Regions from separate parts of the Mus musculus genome. Here region 1 is linked to region 2. A link is a contact called in public promoter capture Hi-C data. All regions are on one chromosome and are shown on one strand. The core of a region is the stretch at or near the end of the contact, and the rest is flanking DNA. Distances in the headings are between cores, read along the strand shown. Region 1 has its middle 62 kb from the start of Gm14062. Region 2 holds the start of Pak7 (p21 (RAC1) activated kinase 7).

Region 1 (7,484 bases), core at 2,974-5,473, 1.6 Mb after region 2:
GGAGTGGGTGTGTAGGGGAGTGAGGGTGGGTGGGTATGGGGGACTTTTGGTATAGCATTGGAAATGTAAATGAGCTAAATACCTAATAAAAAATGGAAAAAAAAGAAATAAAGTTAATATTTTCATTGATATTTACATTGTGATTCATTACTACCAAAACTCAGTTATGAAGTAACAACAAAATAATTTTATGTTTGAACGCCACTATTAAATGATGAGTTGTATTAGGAGGTCACATTATTAGGAAGGTTGAGAACCACTGCTCTGTATGATCCCCACCACATCCATTTGGACCGATGCCCGCATAGAATGGGACATGACACTCATTAATGATAGATATTACGTGGAAGAAAGTAGAAAGGCTTATCATACACAGCAAAGGTTTTTCACTTTCTGACTCTAAAGTTAGTACCTCGTTTTGTTTTAGTCTGCTGTGATATAACACCTAAGTCTTAGTGCTTCCTGAAGAGCAAAAAGTCAAAGATCAAAGGACTGTATGTAGGGAAGGTTCTTGGTGCCTCATTTTAAGGGAAAAGGTGGAAGGATATTCAATACATATTCATTTACATAGGGGGGAGACAAATTGATCTGATTCACACTTATGTCCTACTATAAGAGGCATGTAATCATCCATAAAGGTAATGTCCACATAACCTTAACTTTACATTGGGCTCTTTATCTCAGCACTGCAGGATTTAAGATGGGGTTCCCCACCCATGAGCACTGAGGGATGTAGTCAAACCACAGCAGGGAGATTAACTCACCAGAGTTACCCTAATTAGATAGGAAGAACTCAGAAACAACAACTTTCAGTTGGTCTTATGAATCTAACTTTCATTCTGTAAAGGGCATGATCTCATAAGTACTCCAAGATCTGAGGGTCTTGATATTACAACTCCAATCTCTACTGCCAGTGAGGAAATGTCAAATAGGACCAGAGGTGAGATGCCTACCAAGTGAAACCCTGAGCAGAAAATTCTACTAACCTGTATCTATATTCCTGTCCCAAGAAAACTAAACAATACATTTGTCATAATGTGAACTATCAAATATGTAACTATTTCTTGGTTGGTGGCAAGAAAGTCACAACAGTAATATTTGGATAGAACACAGTCTAGTGTTTCTGAAGAAGGCCATTCCATGCCACTCTTTCCCTATCCACTGTTCATTCACATTCTCATTTTGGAAGCCTGGTTAGCAATATTCAAAGGGCTGCTATGATGCACTTAATGTTAGTACTCTGAGTGATGCATGATAGGTTGCTCAGAATCTCAGAGAGGATGGAATTCAAAGTGATTTTAACCTCTTTGTGATAGAAGATTCACAGAGATATGACAGAACCCTGTCTGCCTTTGTTGACCTGGGAATCCTGTAATAAAAGCCATTTACAGCCAGAAGAGTATATGCAATTTGTCTTAGAAAAGAAGCATAGATTAAAAGAGCAAATAGACCATTATTCCTAGAAGTGCTGTGTGCTTCTCCACACAGACTTAATGTCACTTTCAAAAGAGTAGCAGCTAGCCACCTGAAATAACTGAAAACATAACACAAAATGAAGTTTATGCTTGACTAAACATCCTGATTTATGCTAATACTCTGCCTCCTGAGTGTTGCTCCATGCCTTGTTTCCTAATCATCACAGGTAATGAGTATTCTAGAAGCCATAGAGAAACACAGAAGAAACTGTCAGTGCCCACTCTATCCACTAATCCAGACAGCCACCTTCCCTGTTCATTTACAGGGCCTTCTAGTATACATAGCTACTTGGCTTCGCACAGCCTTGCAGGGCGCAGCTACCAGTGGAAAGGAGCAATATAGTGTCTGGCTGGCAGCCCATCTCAGCAGAATTATCCTGCCTGGGTCCCTGCCAATCATGCAATAATGAATTGCTTTGGTGGAAAAGATCAAACAATAGGGAAGGCCTTAAGAGGAAAAAACACATCTGTTAAGAACTCCCACCAAAAAATGTTGCAAAGTGTTTTTGTTTATGAAATAATTCAAATCTGAAGCTGACTCAAGGACAACTTAGCAGCCTTAGGAGGAGAGGAAAACAGACATAAAGACTAAATCCACTGAGGATAATTTTAAAACAACAAACACACTCACACTCAAACAGACACACATACACACTCAGACACACGTGTGTGCATGTGTGTATGTTATAGATAATATAAAGTATTATAATATATAACTTCAGAATGACTGTTTCTATGCATCTAAGATAAAAGGATTTCAGCAATTCGCAGAAATGCTTTAGACACAGCACATGTGATCCTAATTTAGTGTTGTTTGTAAAGATTTTAAGTTCTTGGCTTTGGAGTTGATTACAAGTAATTTAAATGAACAGAGCTAAACATTTGTTTTCTGGCATATTTCCTAGGAATTCTCTCTGTTAGTCAACAAACCCTATAAGTTCTAGTAATTACAAGACCTTGGTATCATCCACCTATATCCTGTAAATCAAATCTTCTCTCGGAAAAGGAGAAAGGAAAAGCCTGCCATTTCCCAGGCAGTGAGTTCATACATTAGGCACCTGCTTCATTACACCTTGAGCCTTTAAAAAAGCATTGTTATTCATTTACAGTTCAAATGTTGTTCCCCTTCCTGGTTTCCCCTCTGCAACCCGCCCCATCCTATCTGTCCTTCACTTTGCCTCTTTGAGGGTGCTCCCCCACCACACTCCCATTCCTGCCTCACTACTCTAGCATCCTCTTAAACTGGAGCATCAAGCCTCCACAGGACCAAAGTCTTCTCCTCCCATGATGCCAGATAAGGCCATCCTCTGCTACCTATGCAGCTGGAGCTATGATTCCCTCCATGAGTACTCTTTGGTTGGTGGTTTAGTCCCTGGGAGCTCTGGGGGGTCCGGTTAGTTGATATTGTTATTCTTCCTATGGGTTTGCAATCCCCTTCAGCTCCTCAGACCTTCCCCTAGCTCTTCCCTTGGGGTCCCCAGGTTCAGTCTGCTGGTTGGCTGTGGGTATCTGCACCTGTTTTGGTCAGGTGCTGGTAAAGCCTCTCGGGAGACACCTATACCAGGATCATGTCAGCAAGCACTTGTTGGCATCAGCAATAGTGTCTGTGTTTGGTGTTTGTAGATGGGAAGGATCCTTACATAGGTGGGGCTGTCTATGGATGGCCTTTCCTCAGTATCTGCTCCATTTTTTTTTCTTTTGTCTCTGCATTTCCATTAGGTAGGAATGATTCTGGGCTAAAATTTTCTGAGATGGGTGGGTGCTGGAAGTTGGAAATAACCCACATGTCCCTCAATGGAATGATGGATACAGAAAATGTGGCAAATTTACACAAAGGAATACTACTCAGCTTTTAAAAACAATGGCTTCATGAAACTTTCAAGCCAATGGATGGAACTAGAAAAGTCATCTTGTGTGAGGTAACCCAGACACAAAAGAACACACATGGGTATGTACTCACTGATAAGTGTGGATAATTAGCCCAAAACCTCAGAATCCCCACCATACAACTCACAGACCATGTGAAGCTTAAGAAAGTAGAAGACCAAAGTATGGATGCTTCAATTGTACTTAGAAGAGGGAACAAAATAATCACAGGAGATAGAGGGATAGAGGAACCTGATAGGGAGAGGGGAGAGGGAGGGAAAAAGGGAGGGTCATGTATGAGAAGAGTCAGGAGAGAAGTAAGAAGGTCAGGAAATTGAACAGAAATATGTAGCAGTGAGGGATGGGGAGCCAGGGGTAGCCAGCAGAAGGTCCCAGATGCCAGGAAGCAAGAGGTTCCCAGGACCCAAAGGGGATGTCAGTAGCTGAAATGCCCACCAAAGGGAAACTAGAACCTATAGAGACCATCTGGAGATGTCCAGTAGCTAGGCACTACAACTTGATCCTTGATATGCTAATTGTGAATTTCATTCTTCTGAATGAGTGCTATGACAGTTTCAGTGTGGTAGAGTTTTCTGTCCGGTGACTATTCAGCAACCCCAAAATATTTAACACAAAACTCCAAATGTATATCTGCTGGAATTGTGAAATCAGATTGAGTTTAAAAATTCATAGCCAAGATGACTGTATTACAAACTAGCCAGGGAGCCTCCTGTTGCCCTTTCTTCAAATGCAAATAGTTTCTCTGGACCTAACAAAAGCCCAAGAAACCGGACAAAGAGTGACAGGCTTTGGACAGGAAAAGGGAGTCCCTAGCACGGAGTTATAAATAGGTTTCTTTTGCGTGGTTTGCATAGAAAGCTCTCAGTGTGGCCTGGCTGTTGCTGTCCCTGTCTTCTCACAGATTGTCAATGCAGACAGCCGGAAGGGCCTTAGAGAGAAGGGACAGAATTAATAAAGATTAGTCAGAGTGTTTCGGGCAGAACTTTGGCAACTCTTGATTGACAACCCCCAGTCCTGGAGGCAGAGAGGTCATCCAAAATGCAGATAAGGGTCACGTGACAACCACAATGACAGTTGTCCCACAGCACCCAACAGAAACTTGTGTCAAGACTCTCTGCAGACATTTTAATACGTAGATACTAAAGTCCCTGATGCAAGCAAAATGGCCTTGTATTTGCATATGGCCTGTCTGCTTTGAAGCATTCTAGATTATTTATACCATGTGAAATATGATTGATGTGAATGTAATTGTTAAACTGCACTCTTTGGTGAGTGAATTATGACAAAATGGTCAGAATATGCGCTGGGAAATTTTTGAAACTACTTTCTATGTACAATTGGTTGAAGGTGTAGGGGTGTAACCCGATACACTGAGGGTTTTTGGAGCAGGATTGCCTCACCAAATCCATTTGCTTTTGGTCTGGTTGCTGACTCTGGTTTCAAGTACTCTGTCCTTCAGCTGGGGTGGAGCAAACTACAGCAAACAGCAAAGGCCCAGGTGGGATTCTTGTGCTTCAGAGGGTAAGGGCACAGAAGGAAAGCATGCAAAGCCTCTTGGAATTTCTCAGGAATAAAAAGAGTTTGCCACTCATTAAGCCTGTTCTTCAGGAGCTTCAGGCTTTACGGACCTGATCATATCTGTGTCATAGGGAGTATGTTCATCACAGCCTCTAGTCTTTCTTTCCCTAAGCCCACAATAATCCACCACTTATCTGTCTGTGTGTATACATGTGTGTAGAGGGGCCAGGGAATGGACTCATGACCCAGAGTAGATTGCCCATACTTCATATATTTATACATATACATATATATTCTGTACATGCATGTCTAAATTAAAGGTTAACTTAAAATGAAACACAGTAAAAGATTAAAAACAATAACTAATAAGAACAATTATAACAGAATACTATCAATAAAAGTTACTTACATGAACAAAGCTAAATTAAAAAATTGCTTATTTCTGAAAATTTCCATTTATTAATTTGGAAAGTGGCTGATTGGAACAAATAAAATTGTAGATCACAAAACATAAAGGAATAGGGCTTAGTACTTGCTTCTCTCTACCTGTTCCTTGATTCTGAAGTCTCAGGTTAGTGGGATGGATCTGCTGGGCTATCTTTGTTGCAGAGACAAAAGCTTTAAGCTGTGGCAGTAACTCAGCTCCACTACACGCGGTCGTATCCTGCATGTGGGTAGCATCTCAGGCTATGGGAAGAATACGGTACTTATATTTGTCCTCTCCACATCACTGGGGATATGTTCCATCACCCCAGGGAAGTCTTGCTTAATAATGAACCTGTAATTATGATCCTCATCCAAATTTTATACAACTCACCATAGATTATAAAAACAGTTTATTCTTTCTTTTTTAAAACTTAGAGGGCCTTGGTGACACCACAGGGCTCTCATTGTTCAGATGAGAATTGAATACAGTAGCTTCAAAAACATCTGTATGTAAACATTTATACACAGTTCTTAGTGAGATATCCAAATTTTTAGGGGAGGAGTCATAAAGAAATTTAGAAAAATAATGACCACATCACCAAACCCTTAAGTATTTCTGCTATGGACTTACTAATGAATTTTCTCCAAGTCATGTTTTTGTGTGTGTGTGTGTGTGTGTGTGTGTGTGTGTGTGTGTATGTGTGTGCCCTTGCGCACTCATTTGTGTATGCATGGATATGTTTGCAGAAGCCAAAGGTGAGATGTCCTCACCAATCTCTCACTGAATCCAGGGCTTCCCAGTTGAGGCAGGCTGACTGACCAGCAAAACCCAGGGAACATTTGGCCACAGCTAACCGTGCAATAATGGAAGTTGAAGAACATTTATGAGATGGGATCTAGCTTGAGGAAATGGGTCCTTAGGAGAGGGATCTAATTTCTCTTCTGGCATAAACTGCCTGCCCCACCATGCCTTCTCTGCCACAGTGAATTTGTACCTTCAAAAGCCATCAACCTAAATAATGCCTTCCTCCCTTCAGTTGCTTCTTGTCAAGTATTTCATCATAGCAGTGATAAATGTAGCTAGTATGTGTTCTGGTGTGTTTTTAAAATTTTGTAATGTTTTAATTACTTTGAAATATTTTGTAACTGATCAAATGAATCTAAGTGATGACAGTGTTGGGCCTCACTTTTAAAATCAGACCAGAAGGTAAGTTTAAAGGAACGGTATCGATAAAAATTTCTTTTCCAAAGATGTGCCTCATGTTTTCTCTTCCCTTTATATACAAAGTGTCTATAATTTTTACATTGCCACAAATTAAAAGGTACTAACCATGTGTTGCATTGTCAGAGTTCAGAGTGTTCAGGACTTGATTCTAAGAATTGAAATAAAACTACAAATACTCACCATTGAAGCCTATACTTAAATATTGTTTCTAACATATTTTGCCAGTGTTGTTTTGTGTTTAAATGTTAATGGAAAGTAGGCATCAAGAGAGATAATTGGGAGGATAACTGGGACACAAGAATGGCTCATTTATATAAAGCCATTGTGGGGCCAACATGATACAAGAGTCTGTGGTCTAGAATCTCTTTCTCTCTCTCTCTCTCTCTCTCTCTCTCTCTCTCTCTCTCTCTCTCTCACACACACACACACACACACACACACACACACGGTTATGGGGGTGCGGTGCTCCTGATTCTTGTCTCTGTCCTTGGCAACTGTGTAATAGTTAAAAGTCAAAACTGCAATAGAGAGTAACAATCCAGATTACTAGAATACTTTAAAAATGGCCAGAAGACAGCTGAAATCTTCCCGTTTAACATCATCTTAAAATGGAAGAATTGCTTAGTCTGTGGACAGGGTTTTTCTGTTGTTGATGTATTGTTGATGTGCTGACTTCCCCAATTCTGGCAGGTATTATTACACTTTGTGTGTTGGTTGTAGCCTTTCTTTTCACCCCACAAGTAGTCATGTGAACCCAGCACTGTAATCCACATGCACACAGAAGCTTTGCGTCCTGAGAGCAATTAAACATTCTAATGATTTTTCTTACTGAGTTCCAACGGAGTGACCTTGTACTCAGCAGCAGCACACAGTTGAAGGTGTGGCTTGATAACCCAAAGAACTTCTCAGCCTGGGTCCATGCTATTTTATGCATCTGTGGAAATAACACTATT
Region 2 (7,528 bases), core at 2,032-4,531:
CTCTCTCTTGTCTCTCTCTGTGTCCCTGTATCTCTGTCTCTCTATGTTTCTATGTCTATCTCTATCCCTGTGTGTGTGTGTGTGTGTGTGTGTGTGTGTGTGTGTGAGAGAGAGAGAGAGAGAGAGAGAGAGAGAGAGAGAGAGAGAGAGAGAGCATAAATTTAGAAGGAACATGGAAGGATTTAGATAGAGGAGTGACAGAGTGAATAAGAAGAAAATACATTATGTGCATATAAGAAAGTCTCAAGGAGCTAATAAAATGTATATCTATAAATAAAAATAAATATATTAAAAAGAAGAAAAGGTGTAGGATTTTCATTTTTTTGCTGTTATGTTGTAGGTGTTGTTGATGATGATGTGTTTTGACTTAGTAATATAGCCCAAAAGGGAGAAGACGTATGAAATTCCTCAGCACGTATAGAAAGCCTAAGTCCCACTTTGTTTCAGTTTTCATGTAAGTGACTCATGGTGACGTGTCTATCACCCTTCCCTTCACTGTCACACTTGGGAACACAAAATTCAGATAAGTTAGTTACATTAAATATCCCATGCCAGCAGGGTTTTTGAACCCATACTATTCTTCATATTCTGAAACTTGATGGCATAGTATTGATCCTATCATTGTTATTAGAAAAGTTAGTAAAGTAAGTTAAATTTTCTCTCCCCTAAACTCAATGACAACCCTGAACTTGTCCATGTGACCTACTTTACAAGTCTGATCTTTGCAGTTGTAATTGAATTAAGACAAGGCTATAGTTAGCTCTAAATGATATAGGAACAGTGTCCTTACATAAAGACTGAAACATGGACAGGAGAACAGACACAGAGAGGAGAACACATGGACATGAAGGTAGAAACAGAATAACGTGATTGGGGTAAGGTATGTCTAAGACTATAAGAATCACCTTCTCCTAAGAGCATCAGAGGATTGCCATGCTAACACTGAGATATTAGACAGAAAATACCCAGATCTGCATCAATAAATTTCTACTTCTTTAAGCTACCAAGTTGGGGGTGTATGGCTATGTCAGTGCTAAGAAATAAAACAATTTGGAGTATTTCAGTAAAAGTAAATTGAATTTGACTTGCATAGCAAATACATATAACATGGGTTCCAAACACATACATGTCCTTCTCAAAGAGATTTCCCCATGCCCAGTTTCTTTGTATTATTATTAATGTCTACATCTATCCATTTATGTGGGCTTTGCTTTGTGAATCACAAGTCTTTGTTGCTGATACATTAAATCACTTCCACAAAATCCCACACCTAAATACGGAGGAACCAGAGTTCAAATTTAGCTTTATCTCATCACTAAAATGACACTGTATTCCAGAACATCTGTCTCTGGTGCCTGTCCATTGCAGCATATTCTGAGGATGTAGGAAAGGCATTGGCAACCTCGGCTTTCAATGCCTACAATCAAAACTCACGTTTGTTAATTAAATGATAAGTTGCAAGGACTGAGTACAATCAATCTCTTATTCACAGAGGAACACGAAGTTTATTCTACTACAAGTATTGTCAATGAACTTGCCATTAGCTTCTACAGCTTTCATTAGAAGTTCTGCTTTGCACACGTGTATTCAAAGTCAAGGTGTTATCAGATTGGACACTTATAGCTTTACTCTACTTAAATTCATTTCCCTCCTGCAGTCTCTGTTTCATTATCACAATACTGACTCATTCTTGCCACCTAAGGAGATCATAAGAATAAATAGTGTAAGTGCAGAGGAAAGTATCTAAACTTCATATTCACAGACAGATGCCCAGCCTGAAAAGATAAAACAGGGGATGAAGGTGTGTTCTAAATTTACCTTTCCTCCCTCTCAGGGGGCTATGCTGCTAATCATAACAGATACAACTGTAAGGTGTCACATCTGTTGTTGCAGAATGTCAACTTTAAGAAGGCTTGTGTAGGAGGGACTTCTTCAGGGAGTAATGTGTCCATCTGTAAATTAAAGATGCTGCCTTTACACCAAATGCCACAAGAGGGTCTCTGATGTTTTGTGAAGTACCTATTTCCCCAGAAGTGTATCCAGTTTTCCAAGTCGTTATCAATTATTGGCCAAGACATTTTTTTCTTTACTACTCTAATATTTAAAAGATCTGTTCAGTTCTTTGAAAGGTTAGGGCTCCCTTAATTGAGATATGAATGCTGGCAAATTAACTTCTACCCTATCACAATGGAAAGCTCCAGACACACTCGGTTTCAAAACGGATGCTCACATTTGTGCCCTAAACTGGACACTTGACAGTCCTGAGACTTTCCAAGTTTATCCTCTAGGAGACTGACATTGTACAGAATTTTAACCAGAGTTTGGAAGTGATATTCTCTTCCACATTCTGTCCACCAATGTTCACAAGCAGAAGTTCTTTCCCAATCCATTGCAACCCACTAAGCGAACAGAGACAAACAACAAAGGAAAACACAGTCCCATAAAGGTTCCGCTATTGCATCTGGTGGTCCACACCTGCTAAAAGACAAAAACCATATGGGAACCCTGCCCTGGCAATGCATCCAGCACTCCCTGGGAGCAGCAGGCACTGTCGTATCACCGGCAGGGCGTGCGCGAGTGCATACACAAAGAACTGCTGCTGGGCTTGCTAGCCTTTCGGGGTACCAGCAGACTCCTAGAGCTGGCATCCAGGGTGATCTCCTACGCCCTCCATCCTAGCATAAGAGCGCTATCCTTTATTTGACCGGTGAAGAGCCCAAGCTGGATGATATCGCAAAGATTGGGGGTTGGGGAGTGGGCGGACCCTGGATCCCTTGCCCATTCTCAGAGGTCCCCAGCCTTTGGCATCTCCTAGGAGATGCACAATCAATTGTGCTGTCATAGAGGTCTCCTTTCGCATCCTCTCTAGGCAAAGCCAGATGCCCGGTGTAGCAACCGTGCGCATCTTGGCAAGCGCCCCTTCTGGAGCCGCTACCCATAAGCCGACCTGCCCGGTGCTCCTGCCTACCTGGTGGCTGGCTGTCAGCAGAGAAGTCGCGGTACCTCATCTGCTTCTCCGCTGCTGCTACATCTGTTATATCGCTCCAAGCGCCATGTTCCTGCTCTCCACGGGCGCACGCCAGGGAACTACTACGGCTGGGAAGGGGCAAGGGGGGCGGGGGCTAGAGGAGGGGGTGGGGGCAGAGTCAAAGCTTTTTACTCTCCTCCCAAACCTCTCCCAGCTACTGAGCATGCCCAAGCCGCCTGGCTTCGCCCCTAGGAGGACTGTCCGCTGAGACCACTCAGCTGCTCCGGGTTTTAGGAGCAGCCCGCTGTAGGAAAGCTGTAGCAATTGAGGGGGGTGAAAGGGGGAGTGTGGAGGGAGTGTCTGCACGCCCGAGCTGGAGAAAACAGCCAATCGGATCACACTTTCCTTCTACCATCCCCCTGCGGGCTACTCCCGCATACCCCTCCCTGAACATCCCAGTTTGTCCAAATTTTCTATAGGACCTTTGCAAAGCCGCACTACATCAGTATGCTAGCTAGTCTCTTTAGCATCACCTGGTCCTGTGCTTCGCAAACTTTAATGAGCCTTTGATTTAAAATACAGATTTGGATTCAACTGCCTGGTCCTGAAAGTCCCCGTGCCATTCGGCTGGTCCTCTGAAAGGTCAGGAGGTGCAAGAATCCAGAAACATCTTCTATAACCTCTAATTGGTCATGGAGTCTTTAATCAGCAATGGACTTATCAGCCTAAGGAGTTACCTTCAGCTTTTGATGATAGCAGCGGTTCAAGGGAGGATGTCCCCTGGGATGTCATGCCTTTCCTGGAAAGAGGCTTTGTAGGGCACACACTGAAGACAGCATAAAACCATTAGTTTGATCTAGAATTAGGAGTTTCGGAGACGATGGGCTCTTGGATCAATTCACAATCGCTTTGATACTTGAGACTAGGAAACTCGTGCTCAGTCAGTTGACCTGTTGTTGACCTGTTGTCCAATTCAAGCCTGAACCAGTCTATCCTGACTGTCTACCTGTCTTCTCTGAGCCTGGGACAAAACCTGAGAGGTTCGATGTAATGTCAAGGCTGGGCTTGACAGTTGAGACTGACTGGTCTTTTGAGAGCAAAAGACCACAGGAGGTATCGGTAATATTGAGATTAGTCACTGCCCACATGAAACCAATCAATTCACAAAACCAACCAAGAGACTTTAATCTTGGTTTTGAGAGAGCCACATCCTTCTTCATCCTCAGAGATCTCTAGATTGTCCTTATGAGAATATAGTGTCTGATCCTATAACTGAATAAGTCGGTTATAAAACAGGGCCAGTTTGCTAGTGAATAGTAGATGCTTATCATCTCCTGTCCCCGTGGCTTATCTGTTCACACACTACTTTCACTGAAGTAACTTATATATCAAAACAGAATCATGGCAGGAGCTGGTGCTAAAGATATTGCCACAGCTGTTAAGAACTCATGTTGCCCATCCAGAGGTCCCAGGTTCAGTTGTATAGGGTGGGTCCGAGCTGTACGTGACTCTGACTCCAGTGGATCTCACACACTCCTCTGGTATCAGTGGTGCCTTTTTCCACCTGGTACACAAAGAAGCATCCAGACACATATATACACATAAAAATAAATCTTTAAAAAATAGATCACAGAACAGATAGATGGTCACTGTTCTCCACTGATGTTTCTAAGTGTGAAGGACATATGTATCTTGGCCTATCAAATCCTATTTTTCCCATTCATATGACTAAAGTCAATAAATTTATCAATGCTTGAAACTGCTCAAATAGCCCTACCTCACCTCTCACCAACTGGATTGCTGTCCCATGGCCATTGGCATAATATTTTCTATTCTTTACTTTCCCCTATGTGGACTTGGACAGATGCAAATGACAGGAAATATTTTATTAAGATGAAGTTTACTTGTAGTTTTAGTATCAATAAAAAGTGCACACACTGCCAAAGTGAACTATATAATCTGAATAATATAATTTTATATTATAATTATGCCATCATGAATAGCCATGAAACAACTGATAGAAAAAAATCATAAATGAAAATCTGCTCCAAAGGAAACTACCAGGCTTAGATGGTTTCACTAGAGAAACGCTCTAAGTAGTGTAAAATACAAAACAACAAAAACAAAACAAAAACTATTTTCACACAATTATTTCCCAGAAAGCAAGAGAACACATGGCTCAACTAATTTATGAGGCTATAATTTCCCTGACACCAAAACCAAATAAACTTAGTAGAAGAGAAGTCCTCTAAACAATATATCTTATAAACCTACAAACAACCATTCCTGAGAGCTGCAGGAAGGGCTGAGTATCCTAGTACAGGTCCATGGTCCCAGCTACTCAGGAGGCTGAGACAGGAGAATCATGAATTCAAAACTTGTCTGAACTAAAGAGTGACTTAAAGGATCATTCCCACCCAAATGAAGAAGGTACTAAAAGCTTTTAGCTAACACTTATAACACCACACATTTTATCCCAAACACCAAGAAAAAAATATTACCTTGAATCTTACAGTGCATAGAGAAAATTATATATTATCTCTACATAGATGTATGTCAGGAACTCAGGGCTGTCTTAATATGTAAATAGGCATCAATATAATCCATCATACAAACTCAAAAATCCTATCAAATTATACAGGAAAGCATTTGAAAAAATGATACCCATTATTGAATAAAGACTTGAAACTCATCAGGAACTGAGGGAGGGAATTGCCTCATTTATAAAAGGCATCTACAAAAAACAAAAACAAAAAACAACAACAAAAACAAACAAAAAAGCAAACAAACAACAACAACAAAAAACCTCTAGTGAACTTGCCATTTAAAAAAGAAAGTAAAAATAGTTTCCTCCTAAGATTCAGGAAAACTAAGAAGAGACTCATCCATCATCTCTTTCAACATATTACTAGAAATTATAGCAACTGAAATTAGGCAAGAAAAATAAAAGACCCCGAGTTATGAAGGAATTAGTAAAATACTTTTTACATGCATTCCACTGATTGTGCTCTTGAAAAGCTAACAAGGAAGCTCCAAGACAGCTCTTAAAACAAAAAGGTAAATTCTGTAACATTCCCCCAAATTAGCTGTATCTCTAGATATAAACCATGAACATTTAGAAAATTACATGAGAAACACAATAACAAAAACAACAGAATGCTAAGACGATTTAATAAAATCATTCAGGGCTCATATTCTTAATATTCTTAAATTACAACATACTAATGAAATCAAAGACCCAATATATAGATATTGTACATTCATATATTAGAAAGCTCAACCTAGTCAAAAAAAATGTACTCTTTATACTAAATGAAGTGACATTTTCAGTGACATTTCTATATTAACATTGAAAATTTTTGGTGACCTGGACAACTTTATCTCAAGTGTATTTTGAAAGATAAAGGTTCTAGACTAAACAGTACTGAGATTGTAGTTGTCTTAACTAGAAAATCATGTGAGACATTTAGATACCAAAATAGAAAACCCAGAAATAGACTCACACAAGCATGAACTATTACTATTAACAGCTGAGAGAAGCCATTCCGAGAACAGCATTCCTGCCATATGCTGCTGCACCAAGAAGATGTGCATGGACAATGAAGAGCTTGAACCTCCTATAACTAGGAGCATGCGCAGCTGAAATAGTGAACATCTTCCTCTAAGATCGGGACAAAAGGATGAAAACAAAGACATCAATTTTACTACTTCAAAATTCTGTGTGGACAGCCAGGAGGATTAGAGTCCAGAATTGGAAAAAAGAAAAAAGTAAACAACTTTTTTTTTCATAGAGTAGGATCTTATATATAGAAAATCTTAAGGTGTGCATGCACATGCACACATGCACATGCATATACACAGAGACATATAGACACCTTAAAATTAATACAATTGCTAAAAGGTTCAGGATATATAATTAACCCATAGAAGTCAGTTGTATTTTATATACTGACTGTGAACAACTTAAAAGGAAAAATTTTTAAGACAATCAGCTTAATAGTAGTTTCAAGAAGAATAAGACACTTAGAAATTAAGACTAGACCCATTAAGAAATATAAAGATAATCCATGTTCATGAAGCAGCAGACAATGCAAAGACTACTCCAAGCAATCTACAAGTCATCCTAAGAAAATCTGAACAATGTTTTCACAGCAATAGAAAAAAAAATATCCTAAATTTTGTAGAAGTCTGTGGAGATCCTAAATAGCAAACACAATCTAGAAAAATAAGAACAAGGTTAGAAAACTTAATAAAACTCTAGTAACCAAAACAATTAAAGAGAACATATAAACCAATATCTAGACCAGTGGAATGGAATGCAGAAATAAACTCTTGTACATGTGTCCAGTAACGGTTAACAAGGGTATCAAGACCACGGAAGAGGAAAAGAGCAATCTTGTTGACAGATCCTGCTGAGAAAGCTGAACACCCACATGCAAAATAATGAAATAGAACTCTAGAGCAAGTATGTAGAAGACACAAATGAGTAAAAGCTAGAAAACATACTGAAGAAAACATGATGAAATCACGACTTTGGATTTAGCAACTGTTTCTTGAATG

The links. Promoter capture Hi-C pulls out the DNA fragments that hold promoters and counts their contacts.
Region 1: a contact with region 2 is called in a promoter capture Hi-C map of second pharyngeal arch cranial neural crest. The contact joins the enhancer-like site here to the promoter of Pak7 in region 2. A contact is called at or near these places in 7 of 39 promoter capture datasets (cranial neural crest, frontonasal cranial neural crest, hippocampal neurons and 4 more) and 2 of 115 datasets of contacts at active chromatin or transcription factors (astrocytes and embryonic forebrain).

What each region holds. Positions count from the first base shown.
Region 1 is chr2:137,934,993-137,942,476 of GRCm38.p6, forward strand. No RefSeq gene overlaps it. Among named protein-coding and RNA genes, the nearest start is that of Gm14062, 62 kb to the left of the region's middle. Within about 2 kb of position 4,224, at least 17 of the 459 cell types and tissues checked have an H3K27ac peak or open chromatin away from gene starts, as enhancers often do. A contact at or near this core is called in second pharyngeal arch cranial neural crest, where this site is marked.
Region 2 is chr2:136,384,686-136,392,213 of GRCm38.p6, forward strand. It overlaps Pak7 (p21 (RAC1) activated kinase 7), which reads right to left and starts at 3,282. Exons shown (of 10, transcript NM_172858.2): 1 at 2,969-3,282.